2 separate regions of the Rattus norvegicus genome follow, and region 2 is linked to region 1. Evidence: chromatin contacts called from public Hi-C data. All regions are on one chromosome and are shown on one strand. Each heading gives the region's core, a stretch centred on a gene start, on an enhancer-like site or on the middle of the called end of the contact. The rest is flanking DNA. Distances are from core to core; before and after follow the strand shown. Region 1 overlaps Ppp1r12b (protein phosphatase 1, regulatory subunit 12B). Region 2 holds the start of Ppp1r12b (protein phosphatase 1, regulatory subunit 12B).

Evidence for each region. A called contact is a pair of places that touch in the nucleus more often than the background predicts.
Region 2: a Hi-C map of psoas muscle shows a contact between it and region 1, with 4 times the contacts expected there. The contact joins the promoter of Ppp1r12b here to the enhancer-like site in region 1. A contact is called at or near these places in 2 of 12 Hi-C or Micro-C datasets (Schwann cells and psoas muscle).

The regions. Positions count from the first base shown.
Region 1 is chr13:48,902,009-48,908,090 of GRCr8, reverse strand. All of the region lies in intron 1 of Ppp1r12b (protein phosphatase 1, regulatory subunit 12B), which reads left to right. Among named protein-coding and RNA genes, the nearest start is that of Ppp1r12b, 44 kb to the left of the region's middle. Within about 2 kb of position 2,405, at least 22 of the 93 cell types and tissues checked have an H3K27ac peak or open chromatin away from gene starts, as enhancers often do.
Region 2 is chr13:48,946,000-48,952,081 of GRCr8, reverse strand. It overlaps Ppp1r12b (protein phosphatase 1, regulatory subunit 12B), which reads left to right and starts at 3,160. Exons shown (of 25, transcript NM_001107178.4): 1 at 3,160-3,613. The coding sequence starts at 3,323.

The DNA.
Region 1 (6,082 bases), core at 1,156-3,655:
TTAGGGGGCATGTGCCATTACGTCTGGCTAATGGAAAATTCTTCTCTTCTGCTGTCTCTTGGCCATCTGTGTTTGAAAGGCCACTGATCTGTGTCCAGAGCCCGCCTGACCAGTGAGTGCATAGTCAGATATAGTTCTTACCATCTAAGAGCCAGACATTCTCTGCCAGTGGAGTTCTGAGTCTTCCACTCAGGACTGATGGCAGCTGGAGTCACCTGTCACAGTGTAGACTGCTCTAATGGTTCTCAGTTAAGCAGCAGTCACATTATATGATGTTTGGAATGGGAGACAGGTACTTGGAAGGACTTACTGAAGTGCCAGATCAGTCAGTCTTAAGGACCGTATGTTAAAGCCTCTTGTAGTATGATCTCTGATGGTGGAGATTTCCAAACTTACTAATACAGAACCTGTATAATTTCTTGGCGTATGACGAAGTTATCTTACAGGAGCATAAGGATAGTTTCTGTTTTGGTGTTCATCCAGAATACCTCCAGAAAATCTGGATGTGGTCACACAAACCTATATTTCTACTACTTGGGTGGTAGAGGCAGGAGGATCAGGAATTTAAGGTCATCCTCCATACATAGTGAATTTGAAGCCTGGCTACATGATATCCCATCTCAGCCTCTCCCCCTGTTTATGGGAGAACCATTAGGTTAGATCTGTCAGGGCTTTACGATTTGAGCTAAGCTTGATTTAAAGAAGGAAAACATTGTATTTAATGGATTATTTTGAAGAGCTGTGTAATCTTTGGGGGAAACTTTTCATTTGCAAAAGAGGGAATCAGTGACTGCTGATATTGTCCGTGAATGTAGCAAGAAGTTGAGAGTAAGGCACTCTCTCGATTTGGACTCCCTAATCTGTGTCAATTTGATGTTTCCTAAGGCTTCTGTAATATACTGCCACAAACTTGGCTTCTAACAACAGAAAATTATTCTTCCTAGTTGTGGAAAAACAGATGTCTGAATCCAAGGTATAGGTAGGGCCATATTCCTTCTTGGATTGTGTGTCTTATCTGTATTTCTTCAGCTTAGGATGGCGAGCAAATGCTTCCAGGAGCATTGGCTGTACTCCTTGAGACACTGCTTTCAAGTCTTTTGATTTTTATGATTCAAACTCTACTTTTGGACATGACAGAAATGGTAATTGCAGGGTGTTTGTTAGTTTTGTTTTGTTTTAAGGAACCACCATGCTGTTTCTGTAGAGACTATACTATTGTACACTAATGCAATGGACACAGGTTTAATTTTTTCACACCAGGAAAAAAACTTTATTTTCTGTTAATTTATCTATAGTATTTTTGAGACAGACTCTTGACTGTGCAGCCTCACTTTCAGATCACACTATTTAGACCAGGCTGCCCTGAAATTCGAGATCTGCTGTGGCTGCTTTCTGAGTGCTAGGATTAAAGCCTGTCAACTGTAGTATTGATTTGCATTTCCATAATGATTGGTGATTCTAAGTACTTTCTCATGTGTTTTTGGCCATTTTTAAACACAGAGTAAAGTCTGTTGAAATCTTTCCCCATAAAGTTTGATTGCTTTTGTTGAGTTTTAAATGTGCCCTATACATTCTAGATATGTCTTTATCAGGCACCTGGTTTTCAATTTTTCTCTCTGTTCCAAGTGTAGTCTGAGGCAACTGTCTTTTGGTGTCTCCAGACCCCTAAAAGTGACAGTACCTTTTCCATCAGGATTTATTGAAAATGAGGCAAACACAGGATAAAAACAAATGTAGGAGTTAGGCTCTACTGAACCTAGCTTGTTCAATAAGCACCAGAGCTGGACTCTGTGAAGGGTTGTCTGCAAGCAAAAAGGTAGCCTTAGAGTTCTCTTGGGACACAACAGCAAGGTCAGCCTTGCAAGCCAGCACTCAGTGGTGCTGACAGTTGGAGGCTATTCTGGGACCCAGAGGACTTTGTTTTGTAAGGCTCCCAGATTAACTCTGGCTTTAGTCAACCCAAGCCACTTCAGCCTTCGATCTAGAGAGCAGTGTTAAGTACAGTAGAAAGATCACAGTACCCATATTATTGATAAACGAGAGTGCTTTCCAGTAGAGCTCCTCTTTATTATATGGTGATTGTGAAACCCTTTATTTATCAAGCAACTTTTGGAATATAGTTCTTTTGGGCTATGAATTAAGTACATACCTCCATTTCAGAGCTTAAAACAATTTTTTAAAGTAGTATTTTGTGTGTCTTTAGGAATACAAGCTAAGAGGAAATGCACTTAAGCCACCGATTTGACTTGAAGCGATAATGGTTAACACCCAAAGATTGTTTAGCTTTCTTCCCAAGGAAAGGAATGAGCTCCTGTCTGGAGAATTCAGTACAGCTCTGGGCAGAGGCATGGGCAGAGTTTGCAGACAGGTGAATCCGCTCATGGTCCATCTGCAGTCATGAGTCAGCAGCACAGCTGCAGATGGAGTGGGCAGAGGACATCTAAATTTAGTCCTTATTCACTGGAGAAGAGCTCAGGGAGCATCCTCTCCCTCTTCCACCCTCCGGCCATACCCTCCTGGAACCAAGGCAGGTGGGTGGAGCAGAGGCACTGCAGAGTCCTGTGGCTCATCACTAGCATGGTTCCTCCTAGTTCAGTCATCTAACTCCTGCATCTAAGAATCCACAGTACTCTGAAAATTAGAGAATCTTCTGAAATTAGATACACAAATTCCCATGTCTGGCTAGTTCTGAGACATTTTAAATCAAATTACGTTCTTTCCATAAGTACTAGTAAGAGCCATGAGAGCCATGGTGAGTGAGGATTAAATACATTTGGTGCATGTGGCTGTTAAAGTATTGGCTTAAAACAACGCCAGGAACTATTCCCAAACTCTCCGAGGTGGGTAGATTCACAGTGCCTTGGATGGGTGCACTAGACTTTGGTTAGGTCCCCCAGTTCAAGGCTATGTGCATCAGCAGAACCCTGTTCTGTCTGACTGCAAAAGCTGATCTTTTAACAGTGTGTGTCATGCACTTTGTAGAGGGATGGAGTGTGGTTTGAAGAGTTGGGGTACTCTCTCTGAAGTAATTCAGAGATTGTTGTTTTGCTTCAGACCTCCCCCAACTGTGTCCATTGTGTTCTCTCTCTCTCTCTCTCTCTCTCTCTCTCTCTCTCTCTCTCTCTCTCTCTGTCTCTCTCTCTCTCTGTCTGCACTCAAGTGGCTATAGCATTTTAACTGAAGTATATAAAGAAAATGGAGTCTCACATAGATATATACTTGGAAGCAGAAAGGGTGTTTTAATAGACTGCTCAGTGTCAGTTACAGTTACTGTTCTTAAATAGTTATCAGAAGTTCCAGCAGCAGAAGTAATTTGCTTTTTCCTTTTTTTCTGGTTCTCATGTATCTAAAGTTATCCTTGAACTTGCTGTGCAGCAAAAGATAATGCTGAACCTCCTACCTCTACCTTTCAAGTGCTAGGATTACAGATGTGCACCATGCTGAAGAAGCTGCAGAGAGAAGCTTTGCACATGCTGGGCAGAGTTCTGCCAACTGAACTATATCCCCAACATTGTTAGTTTGTTAAATGCTAGTTGGAAGTGGAGACTGAAATTGTATCAATGCACTGTCTTACTCTGTTGCGTTAAAACCCTCAATCATCTGGATGTGGTGGCATATGGCATTAATCCTAGCAGTTCGGTATCAGAGGCAGATGGATCTCTCTGAGTTCAAGGCCAGCCAGGGCTACATAGTGAGACCATGTCTACAAAACAAAACAACAGCAAAACCCATTAATCTAACTTAATTTTTGAATTAATCTGATGCCTGATTTTCTAACACTATGTATTTAATATTTGAAAAAACACAGGCTCGTTGATTTATGTAGGTCTTCTGAGTGTAGATACATTTCATTATAAGATACTTACTAACTGATCACACTTGTAGACCAGTGGTTCTCAACCTGTGGGTTTTAGCCCCTTTGGGAGTCACATATCAGATATCCTGCATTTCAGATGTTCCCACTACAATTCATTGCAGTAGCAAAATTACAGTTATGAAGTAGTAATGAAACAATTTTATGTTTGGGGATCACTATAACATGAGGTACTGCATTAAAACGTGACAAAGCTGGGAACCACTGCTGTAGATATCCCACTGTAAGTATCAGAAGATTATCTGGAAACTGTTGAGCTCTTGACAGTGGCTGTGCTTCCCAAAATTTCGTTTTTCATTTGCATGGTCAAATTTTATTATAGCAACAAAAATTCTTTATTTTCTTTGAGACTTTGTTTATTTTGATGTTTGAATAACAAATACTTTTTTGTTAGTTACTGTTTTCTGTACAAATAATATATTTTGAAAAAGTGGCTAATTCATCTTTCAACCCTACCCAAGTACTTTTCCTAGAAACAACCATCAGATTGCAGGAGCCTCAATAGGACTTCAAGTGTGCTTTCCATTTTGTCACACAGAAGTATTAAAAAGACATCCTTTCAAAGGCTTAGTTTTAATTGTTAGTAATCTTCTTAAATGCTTTGTGTATGGGATGCTTTGTCTGTATGTTTGTCTGTGACCATGTGCATGCAGTGCCAGAGGAGGCCAGAAGAGGGCATTAGATCCCCTGGAACTTGAGTTACAAATAATTATTAGCTGCCGTGTGGGTACTGGGAATCAAACCTGGATCCTCCGGAAGAACGGCCAGTGATCTTAATCACTCAGCCATTCCCCCAGCCCCTAAACAATCTCTATCACTTCATAAAAGTCAGTTTTAGGTTAAGTGGTCTCTTGATGCAGTTGCCTTGATTAAATAAGGTGTATTTACCCAGCAGCAGATTACCTACCATGGCTTTGGCATCATTAGTGCAAATGTCAACACAAAGAGAAAACAATCAATTTTCTAGTATTATTGAAAAGACAAAATTTATTTTGCTAATGAATTCTAATTCTAATGTTTTAACTATTTATTTGAAACATGAAGGAGGGGATTCACAGGCAAGTTTTCTTGTTTTTGACCTTATAATTCCTCATCATAGCTCAGGGAGCTATAAACTTGTGACTGTGTTCTGCTTCAGCTTCCCCAGTGCTAGGATGCAGGCATTTAACCGCTATGCTGGGCCATAGGCAAGTTTTTAAGAGGTAGTCTTATTTCCTTCTAGGTCCTGAATTTTCCTATTTGGGAATGTCTGAGCCTGAGTAATTATCTTTGTCAACTATTTTTTTCTTTTCTTTTTTGTTTTTATTGTTGAGACAAGGTCTCTCTGTGTATCCCTGGCTGGTCTGAAGCTCTCCCATGTAGACCATGCTGGCCTGGAACTCATAAGACATTTGTCTGCCTCTCTCTCCCCAGTGCTGGATTAAAGGTGTGCACTGTCATGCCAGCTTCCTTTTTATTCTGTGTTAAAGTAGCCTTTTTATTTCTCTTCTTCCTTCCTCCTGCCTCTCCTCTCTCTCTCTCTCTCTCTCTCTCTCTCTCTCTCTCTCTCTCTCTCTCTCTGTGGTGTGGTGGTGGTGGTGGTGGTGGTGGTGGTGGTGGTGGTGGTGTGTGTGTGTGTGTGTGTGTGTGTGTGTGTGTAGAAGCCTAAGGACAACCTTAGAGCAGCCTGAGGACAACCTGATGTAATGTCCATCCTCGTGTTTTGAGGCGGGGTCTCACTGGCCTGGAGCTTAGTAGTAGGGGAAGCTGGCCAGCCAATGAGCACTGTGAATCTGTCTATCTCTGCCTCAGAGCTCTGAAATTACAAGTACATGCCACCATGCCAGCTGCTTTACATAGGTTCTGGAAATGGAACTAGCCCTGATTTTTTTTTAAATTTATTTTTGAAATAGAGTGTCACTATATAACCAAGCTCAGCCTTGAGCTCTTCTGTAGTCTTTCAAATGCTGGAGTTCTGGTTGTGTCCCACCATGTCTGGATCAACCAGATTTTATTTTGATTATTTTTAAAGCTTTTTAAAGACTTAAAGCCCTTTATTAAACAACAACAACAACCTTGTGTTTTTCCCTACTTGCTGTGATGAAGGCAGAGAACAGTATGTCTGCAACTACAAATACACTTTCCTGTATCATTTAAGGCCATTTAGAAAAGCATGTGAAAACATTTCTAACATTTTCCTTTTATAACAAAATGCTGCAATAGCTTACC
Region 2 (6,082 bases), core at 1,911-4,410, 43 kb before region 1:
ATGAGCTCAGATAACCAGAAGCTAGAAATTTCTAGAGGAGGCCACGAATCCAGGACTCTTCTTGGTGTATCCACCCCTAAGCAAACGGTATAATTGGTACAGAGTAAACAGAAGTAATCGGCAAGCTCTGACTGGCCTGGAGAATTAGAAACAGACTCTAAGCCTCTTTTTACAATATCCTTAGAGCTCTCTGAAAATGCAGTATAAAGATTATAGGGGTAGTCATTCAGGGTACATCCCTGGGGGAATAGAGCTCAGTAAATAAGATTGACTAAAATAACCTTTCCTACTTTTTAGAGTAGATGATGAAATGATAAAGTAAAAGGAGTTAGGTGTTAGTATTTGCTATGCATAAAAGGACCGGTTCAGGTACTCGCTTGCCAGCCTAAAAGCAGGCTGTCATATAATAAGTGTGTTTGCCTTGACGAAGACATACTTTGGATTCTTTGAATTGGAGTTATAGGACTGATAATAAAAATAAAATCTGTTGTGTTTGTTATTTTCTAATTGTGACTGAACTTGTCACCCCTAACATGTAATGAAAATTCAAACATATGTCCAGAGGCAAAATGATATATTCTGTACTTTTTGGATAGTCATTAATCTGTTTTCGTCCTGTGAAACCTGTCTAAATAAAGAAGCAATCTGATTACCAGTCAGTCAGAATTGCAGGATCCCCCTGACCACCAAGCCTAACTCACCCTTGTCTCATCTTTTGGGCCACCCTGTCAGTGTACTGGGGAAGGCTCCTGGCAATACATAAATTTTTAATTTTTTTTAGAGTATTTAGGAAACTTAAGCTATCAAGCTTGTTCAATGAGTCGACTGTATAAATTTATCCTTTGAGAGTTTTGGTTGGGTGAAGATGGTTTGGGGAAAAACATATAGCTTTAATTTTAAATAACAAAACATGCTCAGGTCTATGAAGACAGATGTTTTGTGGTATAATTTTTGACTGATATAGTTAAAGTGATTAAGATAATATTAATTATTATTGCTCTCACTAACCACAGAGCTGGAAGATGCATTTCTTTCCAAATAGGTAGGTATGCACTTAAATTATTTAAAGAATTAAGCCTTTTATGCTTTCTGTAAAAGTTGCCAAAGAAAGTGTTATACTTTTAGTTTCACAAGAAAAAAAGGAAAAAACCAATACTGCAGTTATAGTAAGAAAGTAGTATTCTTCCTGTTCCTGGAACCTCCCACCATTGAGACTGATTTTTCTTTTGAGACAGGGTCTCTTTTGCTGTAGGTTGACCTCAAGCCCCCCACATAAAGATAGCTTTGAACTTCTGATCCATTTGCCTCCATGTTCAGAGTGCTATAATTACAGACAAGTGTTTTTGACTGGTTTATGAAGGATGGGACCTTTTGCAGGCCAAACCATCATTTGGGTCCATCCCCAGACCCAAGACTGAATTATTGTTGGACCATATATATATGCTTATTCCTGGGGCTTTGGAGGCCAAAGTGGAGGAATACCATGAGTTGGAAGCTAGCCTGGGTTCTAGAGACCCTAAACTGTAGAGGACCTTCCTCAACAAACAATAATTTAAATAAAAAAATGAAAGAAAGGAGAAAGAGGAAGGGAGGAGAGGGAGAGTGAGGGAGGAAAAGAGGAGGGAGAGGGGAGAGAGAGAGAGAGAGAGAGAGAGAGAATAAATGACCAGCCTGAGTAAACGAGACTCCATCTCAAACCAAACAAAACCAAACAAAACAGAACATAATTGAACCCTGAAAGTTTTATCCTACTTTAAAAGTTCTTCCTAGAAGACAGTATATTGGCAAATCTAAAGCAGCCTTGAAACACAAAGCTGTTAGTTATTTCTAGGACCATGTTGTTAAAACAGGGCAGGAAGGCTGCAAAGAGAGGCCGATGGTTACCTCATCTTCCCTAAGTTATCAGTGCGTTTGTATTTGAGACAGTCTTCTTCTGCAGCTCAGGCTGGTCTCAGATCCTTGATCCTCCAAGATAATAGGTGTGTGTCACCATGCCCAGTTCCTGAGTTATTTCAACATCAATATCTCTTTTATTGTCTTGGCAGAGTTCTATTTGGGCAGTTGGGTACTTTTAATTATTAATAAGAAGAGGTTCCACGTAGACAAATTACCAAGAAAATCTCATTACTTTTTAAAAGTTTTTGTTTTATTGAAACTAAGTGTCATGTAGTCCAGGCTGGCCTGGAACTGCCTATGCAGCAAAGGATGACCTTGATTTCCTAGTCTTATACTCCTATCTGAAGCTCCCAAGGGTGAGAGAACAAGTCAGCTCCCTCCCTCCCTCCCTCCCTCCCTCCCTCCCTCCCTTCCTCCCTCCCTCCCTCCCTTTTCTCTCCCATTTTCTATCTCCTCTCTCTTTTTTGCGTTTTGTTTTTTAGCGGGGAGTAGATTTGAGAAGTTTCACTCTGTAGCCCAGGCTAACCTTGAACTCACTGTCTAGTCCAGGTTGTTCTAAAATTCCTGGTAATCTGGGTGCTGGGATTATAGGTGTGAGTTACCTGGCGTTGCTTATTTCTTTAACATATGATTCCTAGTTTATTCCAATAGAAAAGGAGCAACGGGCAAGTGTTCATTTGTTAGGAAATAATAAAACTTCCCTTTATGATGACCGAATCATTTTTACTTTTTTTTTTTTTTGTGAAATCTGTGAAATGAAAAATTTCAATCAGTCAGGAAACTTTTCGGACCTGGCATGAATGTCATATTGAAAATAATTTATGTAATACTGTATGTACTTGTATACGTTTCTTCACGCACATTCATAAACTAATACTTGTTAATAAAACTAGATGTAAAACCGGGACATGAATTCTCGTCTTTCTGGTGCTTCATGGTAATTACTGCTGCTTTTTCACTCTTCAAGTGTTAAGTGATAATTAGGGAGCTAAGCTTAGTGATCTCAACAATAAAAAAACTACAACTCCCCAAATGCATAGGGAAAGAGGTTGCCACTGGTCCGGGAGACAGTTGCAGCTTCTTCCAGGCACAGGTGCTAGGACCAGCCTCGGAGGAGGGTGCAGCTTGTCCCTGACTGGTTTCTAATGCATCCAGGGATATGTAGTTCCCATAGGGCTCCAGTGCGCCCTCAGGGCAGGTCTCCTACTACAAGTCCCGTACTGAAGCGGGGCTTGGGCAGCGCCTGCGTGCTGAAGCTAAAGGAGCGTGTGGGCGGTGCTAGTAGCGGGAGGAGTAAAGATGGCGGCGCGGGGGCCTCCGCCTTCATTCCCTGGCTGAAGCCCTCCGAGGGAGGCGACGGTGGCCACACAGGGCTACCAACAGTCTGGTGGTGGTAGTTTTGGCAGCAGCTGCGGAAGCTCGAGCCATGGCGGAGCTGGAACACCTGGGAGGGAAGCGAGCAGAGTCGGCGCGAGCCCGGCGGGCTGAGCAGCTGCGGCGCTGGCGGGGCTCGCTGACAGAGCAGGAGCCCGCGGAGCGACAGGGCGCGGGGCGCCAGCTGCAGACCAGACGCGGGAGCCCCAGGGTCCGCTTCGAGGATGGTGCGGTCTTTCTGGCTGCCTGCTCCAGCGGGGACACGGACGAGGTGAAAAAGCTTCTGGCAAGAGGTGCGGACATCAACACAGTCAACGTGGACGGCTTGACAGCCCTGCACCAGGTAGGACATCTCGTTTGGTTGTTTAGGGTCTTTTGCCTGCAAGCCTGTGACCCTGTGAGCTGCTTCACCAAGAATATTATTAGTGTCACCTCAGAGCCCTCTTGCAAAGACTTCAGTCAACTCACATTCTTGGCCACCCTTTTCCACTCATAACCAGGGTTAGGGTCTTTACTTGAAGGACTGGTGTCACCCGGGTGACTGGTCAATGTTTGTATTTCCCTCCACCTACTGGGTTGTCATGGTGACTGATGATTTGGTCCTTGGTGTTATCTTTCTAGTCATCTTTACTTCTGTCTTGTGCCTGTACATCATGCCACTCATACACTTAGTGTCATTAGCCTGATAACCCTTTCAGAAAATTCAACTTTCTGTTTGCGTGGCCCAGTTATCAAAACGTCTTAGGTCAATTAAAGAGAAACCCTAGTAGTGGATGAAGACAGGCAGCTTTTTTGACACTTGTTTTGCTGATGTGTGATCCATGCCTTCTCCAGGCCACCCTTAGAACACCCTTGACCTCATTGTTATGGGTGTCTTATTTTCTCTGCAGCAGCGCTAGCTACTTCAGTCAGGGACAGAATTATTTCTGTCTGGTACTTATGGAATAGACTTTGAATTTTATTTCTGAGTCTCTCTGAAGAAATGGTAATCTTCACAAAAAGAAATGACTATATGAGTTACAGGTAATCTGAGAGTTTCGTGCTTAATAATAACGCCTTGATTTCTCTCACTTATGCAACAATATTCTTTGTATACTGACTGTCTTAGCTCCACCCTCTCTCCCCATTTGAACTTTATCAGTTATTTTGGTGAGCTGAGACCTGGATACCCTCTCCCTCTCTCTCTCTCTCTCTCTCTCTCTCTCTCCCCCCTCTTCTCTCCTCTCCTCTCCTCTCCTCTCGTTCCTCCTTCCTTCCTCCTTCCTTCCTTCTTTTCTTTTTTCTTTCCTTCCTTCCTTTCTTCTTTCTTTTTTCTGCCTTCCTTTCTTCTTCCTTCCTTTCTTTTTCTTTCTTTCTTTCTTTCTTTCTTTCTTTCCTTCCTTCCTTCCTTCCTTCCTTCCTTCCTTCTTTCTTTTTTCTGCCTTCCTTCCTTCCTCTTCCTCCTCCTCCCCTCCTTTCTTTTCTTCCTCTTTCTCCTCCTCCTCTTCCTCCTCCTCTTTTTTTAAAACCAACAACACAGACCCTCATGTAGTTCAGGTTCAGGTTGACTTAAAAAGTTTTCCATGTAGTTGATTCTTCTGTCTCTATGTCCCCAGTGCTGGGACTGCCCAGTCTTTAAGCACTGAGGATCAAGCCTAGGACTTTGTGTTTGCCAGGCAAGAACTCTACCAACAGAGCTACAAACACAGTTCTCTTTCTTATTTTTCTTTTGCTGTATGTAAAAAGTGAGTGTGTTCACATAAGATTCAACTTTTTGCCAGGTGGTGATGGACCATGCCTTTAATCTCAGAACATAGGAGGCAGAGGCAGGTGGATCTCTGAGATTGAGGCCAGCCTGGTCTACAGAGTGAGTTCCAGGATGGACAGGGGTGCACAGAGAAACCTTGTCTCAAAAACAAAACAAAAAAACCAAAAAACCAAAAAAAAAAAAATCCAAAAATAAAAACAAAGCAAAAACCAACCAACCAAACAGTAAAACATCCCAAACCCCCCAAAACAAAACCATTTTTAAATAATAATTCAAGTTTATGTTAAGCCCCTTCCTTAAATATATTTAGTTAATAGCTTAAGATTGTTCTTATTGCTCTCAACATATGGAAGAGAATTACCCTCTCAGCCTGTTTTATTCAGGATCCTACCTAAAGTTTTACATCTAGCAACCAGTGTTTACGTAGTACTTTGCTGTTCACGAATGGTTTTACGTGTCTTCTCTCATGTAACCTTGGTGGTATTCTTCTGTAGTGGGTATAGTTGGTAATGACGTGACTCCCATATACAGAGGGGGAAGGTGAAACTTCAAAACCTGTGTTTGTGAGAATCCAGGAAGGAGGAGAGTTACCCGATCTCAACCACAAAGCCCCATAGCCACCGAGTAAGGAACTGGGTATAAAATGTGGTAAAAACTAAAAGAACTACAGTCACCTTTAAATCGGATTCAAACTAAAGGTTTGAACTCTTGGAGGGGTGATTTCTCTATACACATGAAGGGTAGAGCTCAGCTGGGTGTCTTCAACCATTCTTCACCTTAATATTTAGTAGTAGTAGTATTTTTTAGTATAATAGAGTATAACTCAGTAACAGTGTTTCTTTTGTTATTTTTATTTTGATTAGTGTGTGTGTGTATATGTGTGTGTGTGTGTGTGTGTGTGTGTGTGTGTGTGTGTGTGTGCCATTATGTTCGGGTGGCATTGAAAAGGACAACTTAGGGGAGCCGGTTTGCTTTGTTCATGGTGGAGTCTGGGTTCTGAAGATGGAAGGAACTGAAGTGTCAGACCCTCGATTCTTGTCCACGTGACTCTGCTGGCTGAGTGTA